3 separate regions of the Triticum aestivum genome follow, and regions 2 and 3 are each linked to region 1. A link is a contact called in public Hi-C data. All regions are on one chromosome and are shown on one strand. Each heading gives the region's core, a stretch centred on a gene start, on an enhancer-like site or on the middle of the called end of the contact. The rest is flanking DNA. Distances are from core to core; before and after follow the strand shown. Region 1 holds the start of LOC123132933 (probable mediator of RNA polymerase II transcription subunit 26b). Region 2 has its middle 8.4 kb from the start of LOC123132917. Region 3 overlaps LOC123132949 (F-box/FBD/LRR-repeat protein At1g13570).

The links. A called contact is a pair of places that touch in the nucleus more often than the background predicts.
Region 2: a Hi-C map of leaf shows a contact between it and region 1, with 5 times the contacts expected there. The contact joins the enhancer-like site here to the promoter of LOC123132933 in region 1. A contact is called at or near these places in 3 of 5 Hi-C or Micro-C datasets (all in leaf) and 1 of 1 datasets of contacts at active chromatin or transcription factors (leaf).
Region 3: a Hi-C map of leaf shows a contact between it and region 1, with 8 times the contacts expected there. The contact joins the enhancer-like site here to the promoter of LOC123132933 in region 1. A contact is called at or near these places in 2 of 5 Hi-C or Micro-C datasets (both in leaf) and 1 of 1 datasets of contacts at active chromatin or transcription factors (leaf).

What each region holds. Positions count from the first base shown.
Region 1 is chr1B:480,320,944-480,325,890 of IWGSC CS RefSeq v2.1, reverse strand. It overlaps LOC123132933 (probable mediator of RNA polymerase II transcription subunit 26b), which reads left to right and starts at 2,884. Exons shown (of 9, transcript XM_044552549.1): 1 at 2,884-3,997; 2 at 4,099-4,167; 3 at 4,249-4,331; 4 at 4,593-4,648; 5 at 4,775-4,902. The coding sequence starts at 3,392.
Region 2 is chr1B:480,073,032-480,077,978 of IWGSC CS RefSeq v2.1, reverse strand. No RefSeq gene overlaps it. Among protein-coding and RNA genes, the nearest start is that of LOC123132917, 8.4 kb to the right of the region's middle. Within about 2 kb of position 2,553, at least 3 of the 8 cell types and tissues checked have an H3K27ac peak or open chromatin away from gene starts, as enhancers often do. A contact at or near this core is called in leaf, where this site is marked.
Region 3 is chr1B:480,457,043-480,461,989 of IWGSC CS RefSeq v2.1, reverse strand. LOC123132949 (F-box/FBD/LRR-repeat protein At1g13570) reads left to right here. Exons shown (of 7, transcript XM_044552672.1): 4 at 1-193; 5 at 280-435; 6 at 519-810; 7 at 1,225-1,545. The coding sequence ends at 785. Among protein-coding and RNA genes, the nearest start is that of LOC123132949, 6.2 kb to the left of the region's middle. Within about 2 kb of position 3,064, at least 8 of the 8 cell types and tissues checked have an H3K27ac peak or open chromatin away from gene starts, as enhancers often do. A contact at or near this core is called in leaf, where this site is marked.

The DNA of each region.
Region 1 (4,947 bases), core at 1,635-4,134:
GCACTTCTCCCATTGCAAGAAAGATCAATCTAGTAGGCCAAACCAAACTGATAATTCGAAGAGACTTGCAAAGATAACAAATCATACATAAAAGAATTCAGAGGAGATTCAAATATTTCTTATAGATAAACTTGATCATAAACCCACAATTCATCGGATCTCGACAAATACACCGCAAAAAGAGTTACATCGAATAGATCTCCAAGAAGATCGAGGAGAACTTTGTATTGAGATTCAAAGAGAGAGAAGAAGTCATCTAGCTAATAACTATGGACCCGAAGGTCTGTGGTAAACTATTGACAACTCATAGGAGAGGCCTTGGCGATGATGTAGAGGCCCTTCGTGATCGATTCCCCTCCGGTGGAGCGCCGAAAAAGGCTCCAAGATGGGATCTCACAGGTACAGAAGGTTGCGGCGATGGAAATAGGTTTTTGTGGTGCTCCAGGATGTTTTCGGAGTACGTAGATATACATAGGAGGAAGAAGTAGGTCGGTGGAGCCACGAGGGGCCCACGAGGGTGGGGGGCGCGCCCACACCTCTAGGGCGTGCCAGGCACCCTCATGGCCGCCTTGGCTGCTTCTTGACGTCCACTCCAAGTCTCCTGGATTGTGTTTGTTCCAAAAAGATCGCTCCCAAAGGTTTCATTACGTTTGGACTCTGTTTGATATTCCTTTTCTTCGAAACACTGAAATAGGCAAAAAACCAGCAATTCGGGTTGGGCCTCCGGTTAGTAGGTTAGTCCCAAAAATGATATAAAAGTGTAAAGTAAAGAACATAAACATCCAAAACGGATAATATAATAGCATGGAGCAATCAAAAATTATAGATACATTGGAGACGTATCGGGGTGCCACCATGAGAGTGCCTAGACAAAAGCTTAGGCTGGGATCTGGAACGAGTCGCGCTACCGATAGCTAGAGCCTCATTGGTAGGGGATGGTCGACGTCAGGGAAAACATACCGCCACCACTCTAAACCATTGGGGTCTACCTGTTTCCTTTGGATGCGACTGGAGAGGTCAGTCGCCATCGTAACGGCTCAAGAGCATAGATGGCCGACCTAAGGTGGTGGTAGGGTTTCCGCCCATGTTGCTCAGGAGGATCATTGGGGAGGAGGTAGGTAGGTGTTCTGCGTTCAATGTCTATTGCACACTCCAACATGGGTCTCGGGCAACTATTGAAGATGATGCCTCTTTTGGTGGGCGTTTTGTGGTGAAGTCACAGTTATCGGATCGAGGGTGATAATTGATGGGAATGACTCTTTGTAGTTGGTCTCGACGAACACTCTCTTCTCGAGAGTGTAAGTCTTTGCAGGTAACCAGGTCGGCCGATTAATTAAATGAAAATCGGGTGATTGTAACAGGTGTTGTAGCCAGGATCAGCCTAAGACACGAGCGAACACTTATAACTATAGCATCATTATGTACAGTGTTGTACAGTGCACAAAAAGTACCACAATCAACGAACATTTTGTAAGCCACGACCCGAGCAACCTAGACCTTGCTACGCCCCTGATTACGTTTGCCCGATTTTCATTGAATTAACCGAATCTTCTTGGTCATTGAGGTAGCCGAGTGTTGTTGAAACTCGAAAACAACCAATCGCTGAGGAGTTCCGAATGAATTCACAAGTTTTTGCACCAACGTTGTACAATTTGCAGTTAAAAAAACGTATTCAGTTTGACATGCCAAACAAACACAATACAACTTTGATATGCTTAAACATGATTTATTTTCCTACTTTATTCTACGGTGGGTTATTTTCTTGGAGAGTACACCGGAGAGTTGGCAGTCTTCTCATTCATAGAGGAAGAAGGAAAAATCAATCTCTCTGTACAGTAGTGATCTAAACGCTTTTATCTTTCTTTACGGAGGGAGTACCTTGTAAAAAAAACAGAGGAAGAAAAATATAGCCTATGAAAAAAATACCTCAACTCATGACTAACCACGTTTACTACGCACCGTTTTTCTGCTCTTGCCGTGCAGTTTGCCCCAGAGGAGAGGCAGCCACAAGCTCACAACTGAAGTAGTGAAAAGTCTGTGGTGCACCGAGCTGAGCTAGAGATGGCAAGAGCCACATATTCCTTCCGAAAGGAAGCAAGAAACACATGCCACTTGCGCGTCGAGAATCCCTGGCTGGAACAACCCGGGGATACGGTTGCCTGGGCCATTTTGGAAGCAACCGCTGGAGCTGAGCCAAGGGCGTTAACCGCAACGAGCCACCCCTGCTGCAGCTAAAAGAGAAAACTACACTAGAGTCTACAGAAGGTAACCGAGCTTTCACGGACCCGTGGTGGGGTCCAGGATGTTGCTATCATAGGTTTATTTCGATTCGAAAAGAACCACTGCCCCAAACCAAAATCATTTCAGTAATGGAGTAGTGAACATTTATGTTTGATTGATCTGGAGGGATATCTGGTGAGATGAGAAGGAAATTAGCCAATCAATTGGCACTGCCGATAATAATGGAGTAAATCATGGGCAGCGATCGAAGTAGTTAATGCCAGTACCAAACTATACTGCTAAACAAAACCAGGGGAGGTGAGGGGAGGCGGGAGAAAGAGAGTGCATGTCGACTCGGGGGGGTCAAACCAAAGAAGCCACCACGAGGCCGCCGCGTCGCCCCGCTCCTGCAGAAGGAAAAGGAGGGATCGCGCTTGCCGAAGGAAAAGAAGCGAAGCGAAGCGAACCGGTGACGCGACCCGGTTTGTTTTACCGCGCGTATTTTGGCCTTTTGGGCCCACGGGGCGGGAGTAGCTCTTGTTCAGTTAGCTGCGCTGTGCGTGCGTGCGTGCCGGTGCTCGTAGTCCTCGTGGGCTCGGGTCGCGTAGCGTACCCTGCCATCCGCGTCCCTATCCACCCGCCCCGCCCCGTCCCCATCTCCGCCCCGACCCTTCCTGGTGTTTGCATCGCCCTCGCGAGCCTCGCCTTCTCCCCCCAGCCCAGCCGAGCCGCACCGTCTTCTTCCTCCTACCCCTCCCACGCCCAGCCCTACCCCACCCTACCTCCCCCTTTCCGCAAGGGCCAGATAGGATTTGGTAAGGTTCTTCCTGCCGCCGCAGAAATCCGCAAGGAAACCGGCACTTGGGGGCCAAGCAACCAACGAAGGGAAACACAACCCAACTCGACTCGGTTTCCTCGATTCGTTTCGGCCCGATTCGTTTTCTGCTCGCTCGCCCCGTTCGTCGATTTGATTTTTTTGGCGAATTTCGCTTTCACGATCGGCGGATTCCGGGGGGCATCGGATTCGCGATCGGGGGCTGGGATTAGATTCTCGGCCGCGGCGTAGTAATAATTTCGCAAGGAACCCGCCCGAGGTAATCGGCGGAGCATCGGTTCTTCTAGTAGTGCTAGCTGTTTGTTCCCGTCTGTCGGGGTCGCGATCTCGGGGGCGATGGCCGACGACGGGCTCGACCGGTGGCGCGGCTTCTTCCGGGGCGCCGGCGTCAGCATCTGCGAGACCATCGAGAAGGCCATCCTCGTCGCCGCCGCCGACGAGCCGCAGGAGTTCCTGCGCCGCCGCGACCGCATAGCCGAGCGCCTCTTCAACGCGCTCCTCGCCCGCCCCTCCTGCCACGGCTGCACCGCCAGCACCGGCTCCGTCCCCCCCGCCACGCCCGCCGTCGCGGAGGACAAGGGCAGCGTGCGCCGCGTCCCCGAGAAGGAGTCCAAGGTCGATAGCAGCAGCCTCGGCGCGCCCGGGGGTGGGGCGCTCGGCGGCGGCATCAGCGAGGATGAAGACTCCGACTCGGAGGACGACGAGCGCCTCCGCCGCGCCGCCGCCAGCAACTACGGCCACAACTATGATGACGACAACGACGACGAGGAGGAGGAGGAGGAGCAGGACGCGGCCGCACCGGCGGAGGAGGACCACCACGCTGAAGACGACGACCCGGAGGCTGAGGAGCTGGAGGCCCTCACCAACGAGATCGATGAGGAGTCGCAGATCGTTGGGGAGGTCCTCCGCATCAAGGAGCTCCTCCTGCACAAGCAAGACCATGTATGGACTCCTATCTGTGTTCATTGCCAAACCTGTTATTTGTCTACTCCAGTGAGCACTTAGCATTGATTCTGAACTAAAACACAAACGGTGTCTTGCAGTCGGATGCTACTCTGTTCGACTCACTTAGGAGGCTGCAGCTGATGCAATTGTCCGTCTCCACGCTTAGGGTACCTATTTTGCATACCACATATGAGATATCTGGTTTTGTTGCTATTTGGTTTGCTTATCTTTGGGGCTGTTCATCGTAGGCTACTGAGATTGGGAGGGCTGTTAATGGCCTTCGGAAGCACAGCTCGCAGCAGATTCGTCACCTCGCGCTGGCTCTCATTCAGTAAGCTTCATGAACTTTTATCTAGTTTGGCTTTATAGAACTAGTTCATGCTTGAATTTGAAGAGTTCAGTGAGGCAAATTACTTCTCTCATGTTCTGATTTTTTTTTTGACTAGTACCAGTCCATCTGCACTGCTACATAGTCACCATTTACCTTTGTTCACCATCCCAAAGAAAAATGAGAAAATTACCTTGTTAGCATGAGTCCAAAGCAATCTTGTAAACTATTGTTGACATCTTCAGTTACCTTTTGTGTTTCCAGGGATTGGAAAATTTTGGTTGATGAGTGGGTCAGTACTACCAACGTTGCCCTTGCAGGTAAAGGATCTGAATTTGTTCAATGTTACATTATTTCATCCATCAGTTTCAGAGTTAATTCTGAGTGAATGAATGCTCAGTTGCAAGCCTCTTAGCTTACTATATTATTGCTGCTTTTACCTGTAGACAACTCCCCAGGAACTTCAAACCCTTCTGTTGTGGATGATGATGATGAAGAAGAAGGCCTTCCTTCTCCACCTTTGGATGAAGGAGCATTCTTTGCACCTGAGACTACTGCCATTCAACTCTCTGAGGTACTAATATATCCACTCTTGCTATCTGAATTGTTTTAGTGCTGA
Region 2 (4,947 bases), core at 1,304-3,803, 250 kb after region 1:
TACTATTGTGATCATGTGTTTGATCATACTATGCTTTAATGTGCGCTTGCGTGATGATATCTATGATATTTGTATATGATCAATCATGTTTACCCTTGGTGATGAGTGCATGTTGTTTATATCTTATCATTTTGAGCGCTCCACCAAGATGTATGTGACATGGAAGAGTGACCCATGATCCTAATCGATTGTGCATTTGCATTCAAAGCAAATTTTAAATAGTGCACAAATTCAGGGGGAGCTCTTGCTTATCACATACTTCTCAAAACGACGATGTATTCCATTCATATTATCATTTGTCGAAGCTTTGATCTATATGTTATCATCAATTACCAAAAAGAGAGAGATTGAAACCACGCCAAAAATCTCCATGTTACATTGCGTTTGCCTTCTCCAAACCCTTCCCTTTACCTTCATATGCAATGTTTTAATTTCCGTTGCTACACTCTTAGAATTGCATGTGTAGGTTGATTGCTTGACTTGTGCTAAGTTGCTAAAATCTACCAAGACTTAAAATTGGGAAAAGGCTAAATTTTTATTTGATCCAGTAGTCTAATCAACCCCCCCCCTCTAGACTTACTTTTGATCCTACAGGTTTCAGCCTCGGAGAGGTTTTGTAGGGGGAGGGCGCGGCCGATGGCCGCCACACAAACCATGGCCACTGCCATGGCCGTGGATGTGTGCCACGATCCCCCCCCCCATCTCCTGTACAGAGGAGGGGGTGAAGTGGAGGTGGGCTAGGCCGGTGTAGTGGGCCAAGGCCCAGGTGGACTGGGGGTGCGTTGTTTTCTTTTTCTTTATATTTTTTTGTTTTTATCTTTATTACAACCTGTTTCCATTATTTTAGTAAGCAAAATAGTTGTGCTAAAACATACAACTAGCTCCAGAATTTGAGTTACAAAATAACCCATAGCCACAAAAGGTTTCACTCGTAATTAAAATAGTCTGATATTTTTTAAATTATAAAGGGTATCTAATTGTTTAAGACACTACTTTAATCAATTTTGAGCACTTAAACATTTAATAAAACCTTGGTCTCTTCACCAATAATACTTATGAATTGTTTGTACATTTTAGTTTTGGCATTTGAAAACTTCTGTTTTTGGACTTTAATTTAAATTTAAATTCGAACCGATTTGAATATAAGCGAGATTAGCAACAGTAACAGTGGTGATGTGGCCTCATTCACAAAGGATTATTGTAGCTTAATTACTCGCGCATTACATTCCGTCTCCGCTTCCATGCTTCCCTCGCGGATTGTGTAGCTGTTCCTTGGCGCTCGCACTCCTCCTCGACATCCGTGAAGTTTCGACAATACCTATGCATACACACGAGAGGGAGTGTCAAGTAGTATACCATCCTCGAAGGGGTCGAGTGAGCACCAGTAAAGGAGATGATTCGCCTCTTTGTATGTGAAGTAGATGCCGCACGTGTCACTTGTCAAACGGACTCTTGACATGATGATGTATGTAGGACGCTCCGCGTCAGATACTATCTGGTTGACGGTATTTATCCTCCTTGGCTACCTATGTGAACAACATTTCTAACCCAGTTGGTCAGAAAAAGTCTTACTTTGCCCAAAGACAAGAAGCGGTTAGAAAGAATGGTGAGAGGGCTTTTGGAGTTCTGCAGGCACGTTTTGAAGTTGCTTGTGGACCCGCTAAACAATGGGATCCGATGACGTTGTGGAAGGTGATGACCTATTGTGTGATCATGCACAACATGATCGCGGAGGATGAGGTTGAGAATGTAGCCACGGGTCTTGAATTTGAATATATGGGTGATCCTATCGAACTTCCCAATCAAAATCCGGCCACATTTAAAAAGTTTGGTCAAATGCATCAATAGATTTGGCATCAAGCAACTCACGAGCAATGGAGGAAGATCTGATTGAGCATCTGTGAGCGATCAAGGGGCCAAGGGGACAATATTGTTGGAGTGTACTTTTATAATTAGAACTACGGTTGAATTTGAACTATTTTAGACTATGTACGTGGCTATTTTAACATACAGACTTTGAAAAAATGGAAGTCGGCTATATGCTGGCAGTATTAGATGGTCGGTTTCTGCATTGGTATCCACTGATTGGTCATTCTGTTAGCAGACGGATACCGAAGAAAATTTGCAGATCAATGTTGGAAATGCCATTAGAAGTTTATTGATTTCTGTCTGTGTGGTCGTGCGGGTTCATGCTTCAGTGTTTTCGTTCGGTTATTCATCGATCGACCGGGCAATTATTTTTGTTTAATTGACGAGTTTAGATCCCTTGCAAACGCCGAGACGTGCGTGCCGTGCAGCAGGACCGTACTAGTAGCCTGTAGCCAGGCCCAGCGGAGGCCGCCCCGTGGCCGCTTCCTGGACCCGGTCAGCTAGCCAGCTAGCTAGTCGGGCGCCCGAATCCAAATCCAAATCGCAATGTGAACGCGGCAAGCCGACTTGCGGCTCGGTCTGGGGTACATGTTTTTTGGGTGCGCTGCCGGTGGTCTACCCGCGCTGTGCCACTGCCCACGTCCGCCACCTGGTTGGTTTGGTTGCCTCTACGACTTGTCATCCCTGTGCATCTCCCCTATCCGTCCGTCCTTCTCTGTATTCTTCGGGTCGCTCTCCACTCTCCTCTCATGGTGGTAGGTGAGGTGACACACCATGCGAGAGAGCTTGTTTGCGACGACGGGACACCTAATGCATAGCTTAGCATAAGTAGGTGACGGCTGGACCGAGCCTCTGATTCGAGATATCTACGGCCACTGGCCAGACAGAATTGTCCGAGTTTAGTTGCGTCAGGTTCAGGTAGACGTAATATGTGCAACTAGTACTGCATAGTATCTCTGTATCTGAATATCTGATGCCTCTGATTCTGAAGTCTGAACCAAAGGGAAGACCATGGTAGAAGATGGCATGGACGGCCCGGCCCTGCCCCCCATGCGTACAAGAGTGATGAGTAGGACGAGTGGCTAGAGCACTGAACTGTGAAAGCAAGCTTTTTCCCACGTGACCGCCATTGTCCAAATCGCATTTCACAACTCGCAATTAGCTTTCGCCCCGACAGTGACCCTTTTTGCTTGGGACGAGTAGTGCTACTAGCTTTGCACAGAAGAAAGAAAAATTACTAGGTTTGTAGTCCACTCGGCCTTTTTTTTTGGGGGGGGGGGGGGGGGGGGGGGGGTAGTCGACTCAACCAATCAAAAAAGCTAATTGCGAGTTTTTCAAGTTCCTAGGCCCCAAGCTAGTGGCGATAATTGTGTGGACGGAGGAGGGGGAGGAGGTTGTTGGGCGACGCCTCTTTTTTTTTAGAAAAGGAGGATGATCCCCGACCTCTGCATCTGGTAGATGCATACGGTCATTTTATTGATTATTCTCGAGGACCTTACAAAGTTTTACAACAATAAGCCTGAATCCACCATCTTGGCAACACATGCCACTACTCCTATCCAAAGTGATGAAGGGGTGTTAGCTGGGCCACTACTCAAACCACTCACCTAAGTCTAACATCAAAAAGCCGGAAACCGAAACATATTCGGAAGCCCCAGCCGAGCCACATACCGGGTCTGGGGCACAATCCGGTCAGACGCACTCGTGTGTCGTCGCCACCATCTTCCGCAGGTCCGTCTTCAGATCATATTGAGGCTTCTACCTTGTCTGGCCACTCTGCCATCGACGTCACCATGACGCCAGACAACAACCTCCTCCTGCGCGAGTCCATCTCCGTGCATCGGGCGGCGAGCCTCCACAGCGCCATGCCGCCGATCCTCGCCGCCATCAATGAATGAGATGAAGTACCGCTCCACCACGGCATGTACAGGGTGAGGAAGGGCGAGGTCCCCATCGGAGACACGGCCGGAAGGGCCGCCACCAGGAACCAGACAAGCTCGCAATACACACCCAGCATCCCCATGCCCAAGTCGGGGCCTTCAAGAAGGTGACGACGCTGTGGCGCCGCCGCCGCTTAGCCACCGGGGCTAGGGTTTTCACCCGGGCGCAGGGGAAGGGGGAGGCAGGGGATGTTTAGCCTCGGCGCCGCCACCAAGGAGGGAATGGCGTCCGGGACGCCATCGACGCCGTGACCGCCACCGGCGGCCAAGGGTTTCCCCCGGCCAAGCACCCTGCCGCCACCTCCGAGCCAGCCACCACATCCGCCGGCGCTAGTACGCCGGAGATCCAGGCCGGCCGGAGGTCATGCATCACGAGCGGACCAGGATCACCTCCGATCTGACCCGGGGAGCCCGGGGCCTCCAAGCGCCAAGACCTGCGCCCACCGGGACCTCGCTGCCCGCGCAGCCGAGGGGAACCAGCCTACCTCACCGACGAACACTCCCGCCGCCGGGGAGCGCCGTCCGCACCAGCGAGGCCGCCGCCTCAGATCCGGACACCACCGAAAGGGAGCGGTCCCCGCCGCCACCATCCCGGGGCATCCCCGCAGCCGTGGCCGCGCCCAACCCCATCGACGCGCAGCCAAGGGCACGCGCACCAGGCGTTGGACGAGCACGCAGCCAGGCGCACAGATCCCAGGCTCCAGAGGGCGCCGGCGGATCTCCCCTCTCGACGCGCCAGACTGGCCAGGGATAGCGCCCTGCCGCTGCCTTCCTCGGGGCCGGCCCGGGCTTCGCCGGCGGACGCCCTCTGGCGGCGGCGAGACAGGTGGGGAAGGGGGCGGGGACTGTGGCGGCGCTATGGTTTCTACCCCCGTGTCGCCAGAGCTAGGCGACGCGGGGGTCGCGGGGCGACGCCTCTTTCCTTCCTCCATTGCTTCTTTCACCCGTTCTGCTCGTTGGTGGTGTAAAAATGTACTACGAAAGACTAACCACAGTGGGAGTAACATAGGTAGTAACATCACACATATTTAAATAAAATAGATAATGTGGCAAGCAATAAAGAAAGAAAGAGAGGCATATGACAACATAGCTAGTTACTAATAGTATGAGTAACATCACACATATCAAGGCAAGATGA
Region 3 (4,947 bases), core at 1,815-4,314, 140 kb before region 1:
GGTGCTAAAAATTGAAGGCTGGTTTACACACCTCAATCTGCATGCTCCTTATCTTACTTCCGTATGGATCGGATTGGAACTGAATTCTGACACAGATGGTGCTTCGACAACCAGATGCAACTTCAATCTTTCTCCATTTATTGCTTCTCTTTCAGATGTTGAGACTATTAGGTTTCATGGACACATCCTTGAGGTAAGAAACTGTGATGGCAAAGTTTTCGCTTAGTGCTTATTATTTCACTGTTTCTTATTAAGTTTGGGGGCCTATTGCCATTTCAGTGCGTAGAACATGAATTTCTGATTCTCAAGCAGCCAAAATTATTCAACCGGCTGACAGAGATAAGCCTGGAGATCAATCTCGGTGATCTCAAGGAAGCAAATTTTGCCTTGTGCTTATTTCAGCATGCCCCCAACCTGCGATTTGTCAAACTAAAGGTACAGAAGATGAAATCTTCGACTTGCTACATATCATAAATTTCCATTGGACCGTTGCTCAATTTACAGTCTGTACTTTGCAGCTCATTTCCAGGAATTCCGTGGTACCAACAGTGCATTTCTGGGAATCAATAGACCGTGATGTCTGTCTCTTCCAGAACGTTGAAGTACTTGGTTTGTTCGACTTTACTGGCTCCTCTGCGGAGCTAAGCTTCTTGAAACTTTTACTTGAAGATGCACCAGTGTTAAGAAAAGTGGGAATAATCGACAAGGGATTGCACAGAAATGTCCTAAAATATCTCCTGAAGCTGAGAAGAGCATCAAGGGATGCAGAAATATTGATTCTTTGAGGCTTGCTTCCCCCACTCGAAGAAGGTGCAGACTATGTTTTTCTATTGAAGGGAAAATATTTATATTTCTTCACCTGTTCAGTTACTTACATTAAAGTAGGTTCAGTTTTCATAAGAATCTGTAGAAGAATTGCAGATGTTCAATTTGGAAATAGCAGTACCACCTTCAGACTTGGCATGTCACTTACATTTCCTCTACCATTTTGGGTCATATCTGAAATTTAGTGCTATGGCTTGATCAGTCAATTTCAGTTTCCTTAGTTGTCTTTGAGATAACATGCAAAGGAGAATTCTGAGCATGAACGTGTTTGTAAAAGATGAACATATTGACTAATTGTTTATCTTACACTCCAGTTCAGTATTATGAATACGGTTTTGGTCTTGGGCAGGTCAACTCCGCCACCCTAATGTTTTATCTCTACTCTGTTTCCATGGATAGGATCAAGTCCAATCTCTGAAGGAACAAGTCAAGGCCATTGGGAGGAACGGTATCAAGCTTGTGTTGGGAACCTCTAACGACTCTACTGCTCTCGTTTGGTGCGATCTTGTAAGGCACAAGCTCTGAAGTTTAGGGTGTACAAGCATAAGTTATCCCCATAATTTTTTTTTGAACGAGCTTATCCCCATAATTTGATGTTGAAGTTACCCCGTGTTCCTGTGGAAAACAGTGTTGCCTCAGGAGTTGCTTACTTGTTGTGTCAAAGTTCAGAAATAAAATGTTTGGCAGTTCATATTGATCTGCGAAAACGTCTTACATTTAGTACCAGAGGGTGTACTTTACTAGCTCGCGGTCGTTCTGTTTTCAACTGTTTGCGCCATTTGAGAATGCAGAAATTTCCACCTGACGCACCACTATCTCTTTTTTTGACCGCCTTGGGTCGTACTAGAAGTTCTTCAGTCGGGTGTCATCTGTCAAGTTCAGTTTGTTTACATTGGGTCTGCGGTAATGAGCAAAAGGAGGACCATCTGCTTAACCCGAGATATTTTTTACCTAACCTATTTGACCTGACTATTTTTGCACGCCTTATAACGCGTAGTGAATTATAGCGTGCGCTTTGATCTACTCCCTCCGTCCGAAAATAATTGTCATCAAAATGAATGAAAATGGATGTATCTAGAACTAAAATACATCTAGATACATCTATTTCAATGACAAGTATTTCCGGACGGAGGAAGTACATAAGTTCGACTCATTGACTCCAGTTGTTTGTCTTAAGAGTTCAGAAGGTCAGCTTTGCTAATTGTTGCAGTCAACTTTGCTGCCCTTAAAATAAAACTGTTTTCTCAAGGATAGGATCGAGTCCAGTCTCCAAAGCAACAAGACGAGACTTGGCAACAGTCAGCAAACCGCGGTTGGAACTTGGATGTCCCCACTTCTATGGTTCAGTGTGATCTCGTAAGGCATGAGCTGTAAACCTTAAGCACTACTGTTTGCTACAGAAGTGCAAAGCATTGACAGAATCAAGTTGATTTCTGTACACACAAAAAAACATTATAGTGCCATATTAGAGTTTTTTTTTTTGAGGAAATAGTACCATATTAGCGTTTTTTGGTTGTTGTGATAATTATTTCAACCTGTAGTACTACTTGTTTGTACAGCAGGAAATGTTCCAAGTGGAATGGGCAAAAAAATTTGCATTTCAAGCTGACCAACGCATGATTGGCAAACACTGTATTAATAGTTGGTAAAGGAAGATAGCTTATGGTTATGAGCAGTTGGTTGAGTAGTTAATTGTCATGATGAGTCGTCTTTTTAGAAGCGGTTAGCGAAATCGTGATAAAATAATTCTGCGGGCGCCGGGTCCTGAGACCAAGTGCGTGAAGAAATGACGTGGGTGTGTAGTAGACATTGTCGGCTGCCAGATTGGAAACTAGTCGTTCCAAATTGGAGACAAGACCGAGTAGGTGTCAATCTGCTTGCCCCAGAAAACAATAGTAGATGTCAATTTTATCCTACAGCAACCAGCTGCCCGTGATAGCTCCAGGAAGTACTATCTTCAGCAGTTCAGCTGTTCAGATTGGCATGCGAAAAAATACTGCAGAAATCACTGTCAAAATTCAAGCAAACACTCTAGGTTGTTTGGAACCTTGGGTCAAGAGATGGGGCGTGGGAGGGAGTGAAGCTCATGAGAAATTCAAACCGCGACGAGATAAACATGGCGCTAAATTCGGTGTACTGCCACCGGGGGAAGAAGCTGCTGGGCATGCGAAGCTGTACTGGGCAAGCACTAGCAGCAGTACGCGTGTTCATGACCCTGCCGCCGTTCAGAGCAGTGGCAGCGTCCTCGTGCCTGAGGTCACCGCGCCGCGGTTTCGCGGGTTTGGCCTGGCCCGCGCGCGGGGGCGGAATCGAAAAGAGAGATCGAAAACCGTATCCCCCGCCGCCCGCGTACGCACGAGGCGCGGCACGACTCGCCCGCCCGGCGTCGCAACAAAATTTCCGCTCTTTCCCGCGTGCTTCGCCTCCGCTTTCCGGGCTCTCACGTGGCTGGGCCTGGCCTCCCTGGCCGTGGTCCACTCGTCGCCTCCCTGGCCCCTGCTGCTTCGTCCTCTTTCTGTACGAGTATACTTATTTTTTGTTTATCCTTTGGGCTACGAGCAGGTGAAACACATGCGCTCCCCCCTCTACACGGTTCTGCTGGTACTACTACGACGCATGTGTCCTGATCTGTGCAAGATTACTAACTGATAATCGGCGTTTGTTACACATGCCGCTCTTCGAGTTGGATTACGACATGATGTCGCCGTATGAGCGTAAGTGTGAGCCTTGTGTGGCACTGGATTTTGGTCTGACTTTGCTTCTAGTTTTATGAAAGCGCTCCATAAGAACATGTTTCAATCTTGAAGAAAAGGAAGAGGGAGATGTTTGGTCCATATTCAAATCTTGGTCATATGAGTTTGGGCGTGCGGTTGCAGGAAGAGAGTTCGTGTGCTGCTTTACTTGACTTCACTGCTGGTTAGCTCACTCTGCCGCGAGCCTAGCAACCCATTTAGAGCCTCTTTGATTCACGGGATTTTCAAAACATAGGAATAGAAAAAAGATGTTTGGTCTGACTTTCCTTATAGTTTTATATGAAAGCGCTCAACACGAACATGTTTCCATCTTGAAAAAGGAACAAGGAAATGTTTGGTCCATAGTCAAATCTTGGGCGTGCGGTTGCAGCAAGAGATTTGGTGTGCTACTTTACCCGACTTCACTGCTGGTTAGCTCACACTCTGCCGCGAGTCTACCAACCCATTTATCTGTCACCACAAACGATTTTGCCCTATTTCAAACAAAAAAAAATATTTTGCCCCGTCTCATTAGCTACAAAGGATTCAGATGTAAAAGAAATTTACTCCTTCCACCACATAATGTAAGACGTTTTTTGACGTTAGCGAAAAATCATGTCTGATTAATTAACGAAAAAAATAGGTACAATCACCCACGTGACGGTCACCACACACAAGCATCACCCGACCTGACACAAACTACATGATACAACACTGAGAAGAGAGCATTCGTTAGGGCAACTTTAAGGAGGACCTCTAAACTTCCCGCAACCGTTCAGACCGCAGAAGTCATTCAACGTCGGATGACACGTGCTTGGACAGGATGGAACAGATATCTACCACGCCCGTTCAATGTCGTTCGTCCGTATGCCGTCATTAAGCAAGCTCGTCGGCCGAGAAACCCACTCCAGCACTGTGCATTGACGCACCTAGACGCCTCGCCACACCGGAATCCGCTACATAAAGGCGGCCACGCCCGGCTAACTGCACATCACAATACAAGCCCCGCCACATCCTCCTCCCTTGCACTGCATCCGCCATGGCCGCCAGCGGGAAAGCACTGTGGGTCAGTCTGTAGTCGGAGATGAAACATGCGGTGGCTGCTTTTGCCGCCGCTAGGCATAGCCACCGTTCCAAGCGGATTGAGGCCGGCTTGCCGGCAAGCTCGCCCGAGGTCTGCGACGACGAGAACAACACCATGATCGAGACGGACTCCGACGACTCTACCCCGGCTCCCACGCCTCTTGTGCAGGCTGGCTTCACCATGGAGCAGGCGCATGCGCACTTTAACGCCACCATGACGGAGGTGCAGCCTGCGCCGACGCCTTTGTCAGTGTTCCAGCAGACGCAGGAGGAACAACGATACAACTTGTTCTTCCTCGAGCAGCAC